2 separate regions of the Pan troglodytes genome follow, and region 2 is linked to region 1. A link is a contact called in public HiChIP or PLAC-seq data. All regions are on one chromosome and are shown on one strand. Each heading gives the region's core, a stretch centred on a gene start, on an enhancer-like site or on the middle of the called end of the contact. The rest is flanking DNA. Distances are from core to core; before and after follow the strand shown. Region 1 holds the start of AZIN2 (antizyme inhibitor 2). Region 2 holds the start of S100PBP (S100P binding protein).

Region 1 (4,272 bases), core at 894-3,393:
CTTGTTCTCATACTATGTTGCAAATGACTACTAATCTCAAAGAAAGGGCCTGCAAATGACTGTCCTATAAAGCTGCCTCCTGAAATACTACTCCTATGCATAGAAAACAAGATGGTTCCAGGCAGAAGGGCCCAGAGAAATCAGTCTGAAACCTCTCAGTTCACAGGGGGAAATCAAGCCAGGCAGAAGTGACCCAGATCCAGTTAGGGTGACTCAGCCAAGGACACCCAGCAATTATATGTCCCAGCTGGGTAGGGAGCAGAAAATGGCTCTCCCTGCTTCTGGTCCCTGCCCCACACCATTTGTGTACTGAGCATGTTCTAACTAGGTTGTGCAGTGTCCTAGGGAGATACTAAGGCGGGACAAGAAGTGCCTCTGATTTAAAAAAAAGTCTACAGCCCACTGGGCACGGTGGCTCACGCCTGTAATCCCAGCACTTTGGGAGGCTGAGGCAGGCAGATTGCTAGAGCTCAGGAGTTTGAGACTAGCCTGGGCAACAGGGCGAAACCGTGTCTCTACAAAAAATACAAAAATCAGCAAGGCATGGTAGCATGCACCTGTAGTCCCAGCTACTTGGGAGGCCGAGGTTGGAGGATCACTTGAGCCTGGGAGGTGGAGGTTGCAGTGAGCTGAGGTCATGTCACTGCACTCCAGCCTGGGTGACAGAGCCAGATCTTGTCTCAAAAGAGAAAAAAAAAAAAAAAAAGCCCACAGCCTAGCAGGAGACATGAAGACATATGGTAGACCAAAAGCCCTTTGGCTTCATTGATTTGAAATGCTGCCTCCATTGTGTACCAATCTCCAATGTATATGGGACTGTTGTAGACTCTGTTCTGTTTTACCACTGTCTCTTCCTGCTCCAGCACCATACTGTTTTAAAGACTGTAGTTTTGGCCGGGCACGGTGGCTCACGCCTATAATCCCAGCACTTTGGGAGGCCGAGGCGGGTAGATTACTGGAGGTCAGGAGTTCAAGACCACCCTGGCCAATATGGTGAAACCCCATCTCTACTGAAAATACAAAATTAGCTGTGTGTGGTGGCATGCGCCTATAATCCCAGTTACTTGGGAGGCTGAGGCAGGAGAATCGCTTGAACCCAGGAGGCAGAGGTTGCAGTGAGCTGAGATCGTGCCATTGCACTCCAGCCTGCGCAAAAAGAGTGTCTTGACTGTTCTTGTACACTTACTTTTCCAGATGAACTTTTGAATCAGCTTTTGAGTAACACAGCTATTGAATCTTCCTCAGCATTCTTGTCTATGCCAGGCACCAGGCTCTTGAGCAGGGTATTCAGTCCTTGCCCTTGGGAAATCACAAACTAGATGCAAAGTGTAACCAAACAAGAAGTGTAAAATAACAACAGGAATCTCACGCTATGGGTAACAAGAACCAAATGAGTGAGGGGTCCAGACAGACTAAATGCTGTGTTCCTTGGGGGGAGGCAAGTCATGGAAGGTTCAACAGAGGTGACATTATACAGGACTTTGATGGGTGAGCAGCAGCTTTCGGTATAGAAGAAATGCTTTGAGTTGAGGAAGTCCGGGAAAGCTTCTTGGAGAAGGAGACACATTTCTACTGAGAGATGAGTAAGAGTTTGCCGGGTTCAGAGGATGGGATAAAGGGAGGGATTGCCCTGAACTGGGAAAGTCACAAAAAGGTTCTCTGAAGACATTTTAGATGCGTTTTGAGTTGGAGTCGGGGAAGATGCCTGGAAGAGGCAATTAAATAAAAAGAATTTTATTACAAAAGTAATACAAGGACATGTCATTGGAACTGGGTTTCGAGAGATGAGTGAGCAGTTCCTGACGCAGACAAGAGCTGGACCACGAAGTAAGTTGAGGCAGAGGCAGAAAAGGCTTCCTGGTCCTGCCCACTCTCTAAGACTAAGATGCAGGGTCTAAGTGTCTCACCCGCGTGGCGGCGGCCCTGTAGTTCTGATTTCCAGCGTGAGGTAGCCACCGCCAAGCCTCCGGGGGAGAAGACTGCGGTAAGGGCGAGCAGAGCTGAGTACTTTATGTCGGAATCGACCAATGGGATGGCGGCACCCGGTTGCCAGGGCTACGGCCAAGCGGAGGCAGGGCCTCGGCACTATGGGCGGGGCCTGGGCGGGGTTATATAAGCCAGCGGCGGGCGGAAGGCGGGGCGAGGGGTCGGTGGCTGCTGGGCTGGCGGGGCGCGGGCCGCGGGACCCGAGCCCGGGGGAGCGAGAGAGCGGAGGCGCCGAGGATCCGATTCATTCGCTGGGGAGACCTATGGGCCGAAGCCGTGTAAATGCGTTTTAAGGCGAGTGCGGAAAGTGGCCTGGGGAGCCTCGGGGAGCGGACGCCCTCCGCCCTGGTGCTGACCTGCCCCCCTGCCCCTTCTGCCTCCTGTCAGCAGGGGCCTCGGCTCCGCAACTGCCACTCCTCCTCGGGGTGTTGCACAAGTTTCGAGGTCACCGGCGACCCCCCCTAGCAGCGCTCCTGGCTCTGGCCCCCGCGAAGGAGGACGGAGTTTGGTAAGGGGCCCTGGGGGTTGGGGGGACCTCAGCCCTGCACTTTGTAGGAGTCACTCGGACAGAAAAAACCTCGGCCTTCCGTTCTCTCCCAGGAGCTTGCGGCCCCCACCCACCGCGTGGCGTCCCCAGGCACGCCTAGAATTGTAGCATCTCAGGATCAGTCCAGCCCCCATTTACAATTGGGGAAACTGCGGCTCCGAAAGGGTCAGAGGGTACCCGAGGTCAAGCAGTAGAGAGCGGACTCGAACTTAAGCTCTTGCTCTTAGGCTGAGACGCCTTGGTGTGGCCACTGGCTACCCTCTAGGTGGGCGTGGTCAAGACTGGGGGCGCCCTGGAAACTTCCCCACCCAAGTTTCTCAGATTTTCTGTTCCATCTCTCTCTCACTCTTTCCTGAAATCCAGAATTTCAGAACTGGGAAGGCTCTCCAAAACAATTCATCCATTTTACAGAGGGAGTAACTGACTCGGAGAGGCAGTGACATTTGGGCATACGGTGCCTTGTCTCCGTCTGAAATCCGGGATTCTTGACTTTCTCCACCCTTGCCCAGTGAACCCCGGGCTTGTGCTGGGGGCGGGTTGTGACGGGATTGGGATCCCTGGCCTCGGGAGGCGAGTGGGGCAGCAGAGCCGGCCCCCCAGCGGTTCCCTTCATCTCCCCCCGCCCCGCAGTGTGTTGCATACTTTCTAAGGCGGCGGCTGCAGCAGCGGCTCCATCCAGCCCGTCAGCTCCTCCTGCAAGGCATGGCTGGCTACCTGAGTGAATCGGACTTTGTGATGGTGGAGGAGGGCTTCAGTACCCGAGACCTGCTGAAGGAACTCACTCTGGGGGCCTCACAGGCCACCACGGTGAGGGGCTGGGAATGGGGGTGGGTCCCCGGTCCCCTGTACAGATCAGCTGCCTCCTCAGGAAGGGTCCCTAGGGCCCTCATCTTATCCTTTCGCTTATTTGGTATGCAATCCTTGCTATTTGCAAGAGAGGGGCTCAATTTATCCCCAATTCTTGGTCCTTGCCCCCAAACCTGCCCCTCCTATGTTGCCTTTTTACCCAGCCCTCCAAGGTCAGAAACGGGGGATTCCTTTCCTGCTGCCCCCTCTCCCTCACCGCCCACATCTAGGCATTACCAAGCTCTGTGAATTCTGCCTTCTTAAATAAGCCTCCAGTGTGCTTATGTGGAACCTCGCTTTCTAGTTCAGTCTTCCTCTCTCCAAAGGCCCCCTGATCTCCCGGTCTCATGCCACCCCCTCCAAAGGTATCATAGTCCTGTTCAAAATCTGAATTTGGCAATTCTCCACTGCCTACAGGATCAAGTCAGAGCTTCCCTGCCTCCATAGCCCCATTCCCAGCTTTCCCCACAGTATATATTATGCTCCTTCGGAGCTGAATGACTCAATTTGCATTTCCCAATGATGCCGTGTGCCCTATTACCATGCCTTTGCCCAGGCTGTTCCTTCTGCCTGCAGCATCCTTCTCTCAGCCTCTCCCCTCTTTACCCCTTTCTAGTCATTCCTTGCTTCTCATCAGTGTTGCCTTTCCTGATCGCCCCAGGCAGATTTTGTATTTTCTTTCTCCATGCCCCCGCATTGCACCTTGTAGAAACTGCCATCTAACATCTGCTGAATGGACTTGTAAGTACTTAAGGGGTTCCTTTTCTTCCAGACCCAAGCTCCTTCAGAACAACAGTACTGTTTGGTCATCTCTGTCCCTTAGCATAACGTTTGGCACCAAGTGGGCATGAGTAAAAAAGTGTTGCATGAAAGGGAAACTCAGAGTCCCAGGG
Region 2 (4,272 bases), core at 1,273-3,772, 260 kb before region 1:
TACCAGGACTTGTTAAACTCCTGTGCTCCAAGTCTTTTGGCAGCTGATCCCGCATGCTCAAGAGCACCCCTGACTACGTGGACACTTGGAGGGTTCTCACCATCCAAGAAGATGTCACATTACTTAGCCTTTAAAACCTGAGTGAGGCCGGGCACTGTGGCTCACTCTGTAATCCCAGCACTTTGGGACGCCAAATTTGGTGGATAACTTGAGGTCAGGAATTTGAGACCAGCCTGGCCAGCATGGTGAAACCCCATCTCTACTAAAAATACAAAAATTAGCCCGGCGTGGTGGTGCACGTCTGTAATTCCAGCTACTCAGGAGGCTGAGGCAGGAGAATCACTTGAGCCCAGGAGGCAGAGGTTGCAGTGAGCTGAGATTGTGCCATTGCACTCCAGCCTGGCCGACGAGAGAAACTCCGTTCCAGAAAAAAAAATCCCCAAAACAAAAAACCCAATTGAGTCAATTCTAATAGTTTTGTGTATTTTTAGTCTCCAACCAGCACTATTTTATGGAGAGAGAATAGGAAACAAAGAATCTAGCTAGGGGAAGCATGCAAAAACCTTTGGTTAAGACTAAGTTGTAAATGGAATAATCCAAATGTCCATCAACTGATGAACGGATAAACAAAATGTATATCCATACAACAGAGTATCATTCAACCATAAAAAGGAATGACGTTCTGCTAGGTGCAAATACTTGCATGAACTTTGAAAACATTATGCTAAGTGCAAAAAGTCAGACACAACAAACATATTGTATGATTCTAGTTACAGGAAATGCCCAGAATACGCAAATACCTGGAGACAGAGAGTAGATTAGTGTTTCTCTAAGGCTAGGAGTAGTGGGTAATAGGTAGCGTCTGCTAACGGGTGCAAGTTTTATTAGATAGTGTGATGGTTGTGGCCGGGCGCCGTGGCTCACGCCTGTAATCCCAGCACTCTGGGAGGCCAAGGAGGGTGGATCACGAGGTCAGGAGATCGAGACCACCCTGGCTAACACGGTGAAACCCCGTCTCTACTAAAAATACAAAAAATTAGCCAGGCGTGGTGGCGGTCACCTGTAGTCCCAGCTGCTCGGGAGGCTGAGGCAGGAGAATGGCATGAACCTGGGAGGCGGAGGTTGCAATGAGCCGAGATTGGGCCACTGCACTCCAGCCTGGGCGACAGAGCGAGACTCCGCCTCAAAAAAAAAAAAAAAAAAAAAAGATAGTGTGATGGTTGCACAACCTTGTGAACATACTAAAACCCACTGAATTGTGCTCTTTAAAAGGGTGAATTTTATAGTATGTGAAGTACATCTCTAAAAAGAAAAAACAGAACAGGCTGTGTGGCCCAACTGATTTATCACTACTCTTAGAAGGAAGCCCAATTTAAAATTGAACAGAATAAGGCCTGCAAGGCTCCCGTGACTTGGTCCCTGCCTACCTCTCTTAAACAAATAAATAAAATGTATACTATGTAGAAACAATAACAAAAAAAAGGCAGAGCAAGGTATGGGGCAGTTCTGGTGCCAGAGGGTTTGTTATTTAAATAAAGTGGTCGGAAATCATGCGTCCCTGATAAGGTGACAACAGTCAGAAGCCTGAAAAAGTTAAGGGGTAAGCAATATAAATATTTAAGTGCTTCCTCATAACTTTGCTCACTCCACTCCAGCTAAATTTGCCACAATTTCTGTTTCCTCCATCTGAAATGCTCTCCCTCTTTATTCTTCCATTCTTCCTCTGGTTCACTTCTACTCCTGTAGTTCTTGGTAACAATCGGAACATTTGTGGAGTGAGGGGGGGGATCCATTTCCTTCAAGGCGCAGTTTGGAGGTCACTTCCTCAGGGAAGCCTTCCCTTCTCTCTTTCCCTTTAAAGCTCCCAGTATAGCATCTTCCAGTACTTACTTGAACCGTAATGGGTCATTTTAAACGTCTGATCCCCTTCAGACAAGCTCTGGCAGGCCCTTGACGTATCCCCAGCGACTAAGCACCACGTCTGGCACTTAATAGGGGGGTGGAATGGGAGTCCTGGATTCAAAGTTTGGCTCCAACACAAGACAACTGGACGCAAGAGGTGAGCCCACTGTGATTTCTGGGGAACCCAGGGAAGGGCTGCTTGATTGACTGACCGACCAGCAGTGAGATCTACAGGCTCTCTCAGAGCTGCGCCAGCGCCGAGTCCCCGGCCCCACATACTTAGAACCCCGTAATGGGGCTCAAAATCACTGAACCTCGGGCTCCTAATCCCCAACGGCGCATTTCCAACCCCCAGGCCTGACCTGCAGGTTCCGGGTGATAAGGTGCAGTTTCTCTTCAGGGCTGGGAGCATCCCCCATGGCTCCGCTACCCCTGCTTCCCCCGCTCAGCCCGGCACCAGAGCCCCTTCCTGGGTCACCGTCGCCGCCGCGTGCCGGGAACTGTCACGCGAGTCCAGCCAGGTTGCATCAGCTGGGCTCGGCGCTCCGCTTGCTCGGCCTGGACCCCTCCGGCAGCGGCCGGAAAAAGTGAGGAGCAGCAGAGAGTCGAGCAGGTCGATGAGACGGGAAAAGGTGGAGCCAGTGGGCACGGTGGGCGGTGCGGAGGGCGGGGCTGAGGCGCCTGAGCGGGGCACAACCCTCCTAGAGGCGGGACGGTTTCCTGCCAATCACTGCTGGTTTGCCCTCCCCCTGGTTTTGGCCCGGCTGACTCGGGGTAGGGGAGGTCGGGGAGGGGGCGATAAAATGGCGCAGGGGGCGGAGTGAGGCGCAGTCGTTCGCCCAGGCTTTGGCCCGGCTTCCGGAGGTGAAGAGCGAGAGGGACGAGGGGGTCGGCGTTACCCGGCTTGGAGGGGGATGGGGGCGCCTGTTGCTTCTCCAGGGGGTTGCGCACGCCGTCCGCCCCTTGGAGGGATTGGGAGGCCCACGCCCTGCTGCGAGAAGGGCGCGTTCTAGCTCCTGAGGTGATGGCGAGGGAATGTCCCTGCCCCCCCACCTCCAAGTCGGCGGGCGACAGATGCCCCTCACCCCGCTGAGGAAAAGGGAAGCTCCCTGGTCGTCTGAGAGTCGGGGAGCGCCGTCTGCAGTCCCTGCCCAGTGGGGGTGGGGGCCGCCTCTGTCCCGGCCGGCTCGGCGGGAGGTTGTTGCTGGCGGGAAGATAGCCGCGGGCTTTTCTGCCGCGTCTCGCGGGTGGGGGCAGGAAGAGGACGACCCATTCCCCGGGGAGATCTGAGGACGGTGGTCCCCGGGAGAGGAGCGCACAGCCCAGGCCTGCTGAGGGGCGGGTTTGCCCCTACTGGGGGAGGGGCGGGGAGAAAACTCTCGCTTCTCCCGCTTTCCGCCGGAAGGCGGGAATTCGCGGTGTCCCCGGGGGAGGGAGACGCAAAGGCCCTTCCTGGAAGGCGACACCGTCCCGGGCCGTTGCATTTGTGAGAGAGAGCCAAGGCAGTATCCTCCAAAGGTTGGGCCTGGGCCACCCTTTCTCCGGCTTCTCAAGGGCTGGAGGCGGCGTCACCAGTTACTTCCAGGGCAAGAGGGAAAGCAGTTATTACCTCAGTGGGCCCTGGAAAGGTCCTAGAAGTGGTTGAATTGCCCACGGCCTGCCCTAACCTGATCTCCGGTGTTTTGTGTATTTATTAGGGACTCCAAGCTCTAGCAGACCTGCCTGAAGTGTTTTAAAGCACATTTTCTTTTTGAAAAGAAACCTGTTGCTGCAGCTTAGCGCATCTGTTCTCTGTGTCCATGTGGGAGGAGAATCCTGGCACCCTCATCTAGTGAAATGTTACCTAAAGCAAAGATTTGCAGCCCTGGGTTGTTTTTTCCGTCCTGCAGTGTTTTTAGTTACTTCGAAGGAATTTGCAAAACTGTTACAGATAATTTCAGTTCTTTTTGATTTTTTGTAAATGTTGTGCCTATTTTATGGAGTGATAAAGCCTGCTGAGTGCGTTTCGTGCTGTGTGCTTCACATGTATTGCATTTGGGAAAGGTTGGAAATCAAAGGCCAGGGGGAGGTCTTGTCCATTGGAAATAATCTCTGCTCTTGGCTGTACCTGTCAGACACTGCTTGGTAATGGTCTTCACTTTAGAGCTTGAAAGAGGATGTGGGTTTGCATCTGGTGTTGCAGTTTTAGTGGCCTCAATAAAGTAAGGCTTTGTGCTCGAAGGCAGTAGGTTTTCTGAGGTGAGATAAAAATAGAAAGGGAACCAGTTTCTGAGGTTGCAACCAGGAGGTTCGAGAACAGAGAGGGGGTGGTAAACTGAAGTGTGAAGAAGGGGGTGGACAGGTGAGAGAGATGTGGAAGGACAGAATGGG

The links. HiChIP or PLAC-seq counts read pairs in DNA pulled down with a chosen protein or histone mark.
Region 2: a contact with region 1 is called in an H3K4me3 HiChIP or PLAC-seq map of stem cell-derived excitatory neurons, with 6 times the contacts expected there. The contact joins the promoter of S100PBP here to the promoter of AZIN2 in region 1. A contact is called at or near these places in 1 of 7 Hi-C or Micro-C datasets (stem cell-derived neural progenitor cells) and 1 of 1 datasets of contacts at active chromatin or transcription factors (stem cell-derived excitatory neurons).

Annotation. Positions count from the first base shown.
Region 1 is chr1:197,892,605-197,896,876 of NHGRI_mPanTro3-v2.0_pri, reverse strand. AZIN2 (antizyme inhibitor 2) reads left to right here and starts at 2,143. Exons shown (of 9, transcript XM_016958601.3): 1 at 2,143-2,280; 2 at 2,374-2,494.
Region 2 is chr1:198,150,562-198,154,833 of NHGRI_mPanTro3-v2.0_pri, reverse strand. S100PBP (S100P binding protein) reads left to right here and starts at 2,522. Exons shown (of 8, transcript XM_054665446.2): 1 at 2,522-3,407. It overlaps YARS1 (tyrosyl-tRNA synthetase 1), which reads right to left and starts at 2,637. Exons shown (of 13, transcript XM_001164500.6): 1 at 2,265-2,637. The coding sequence starts at 2,321.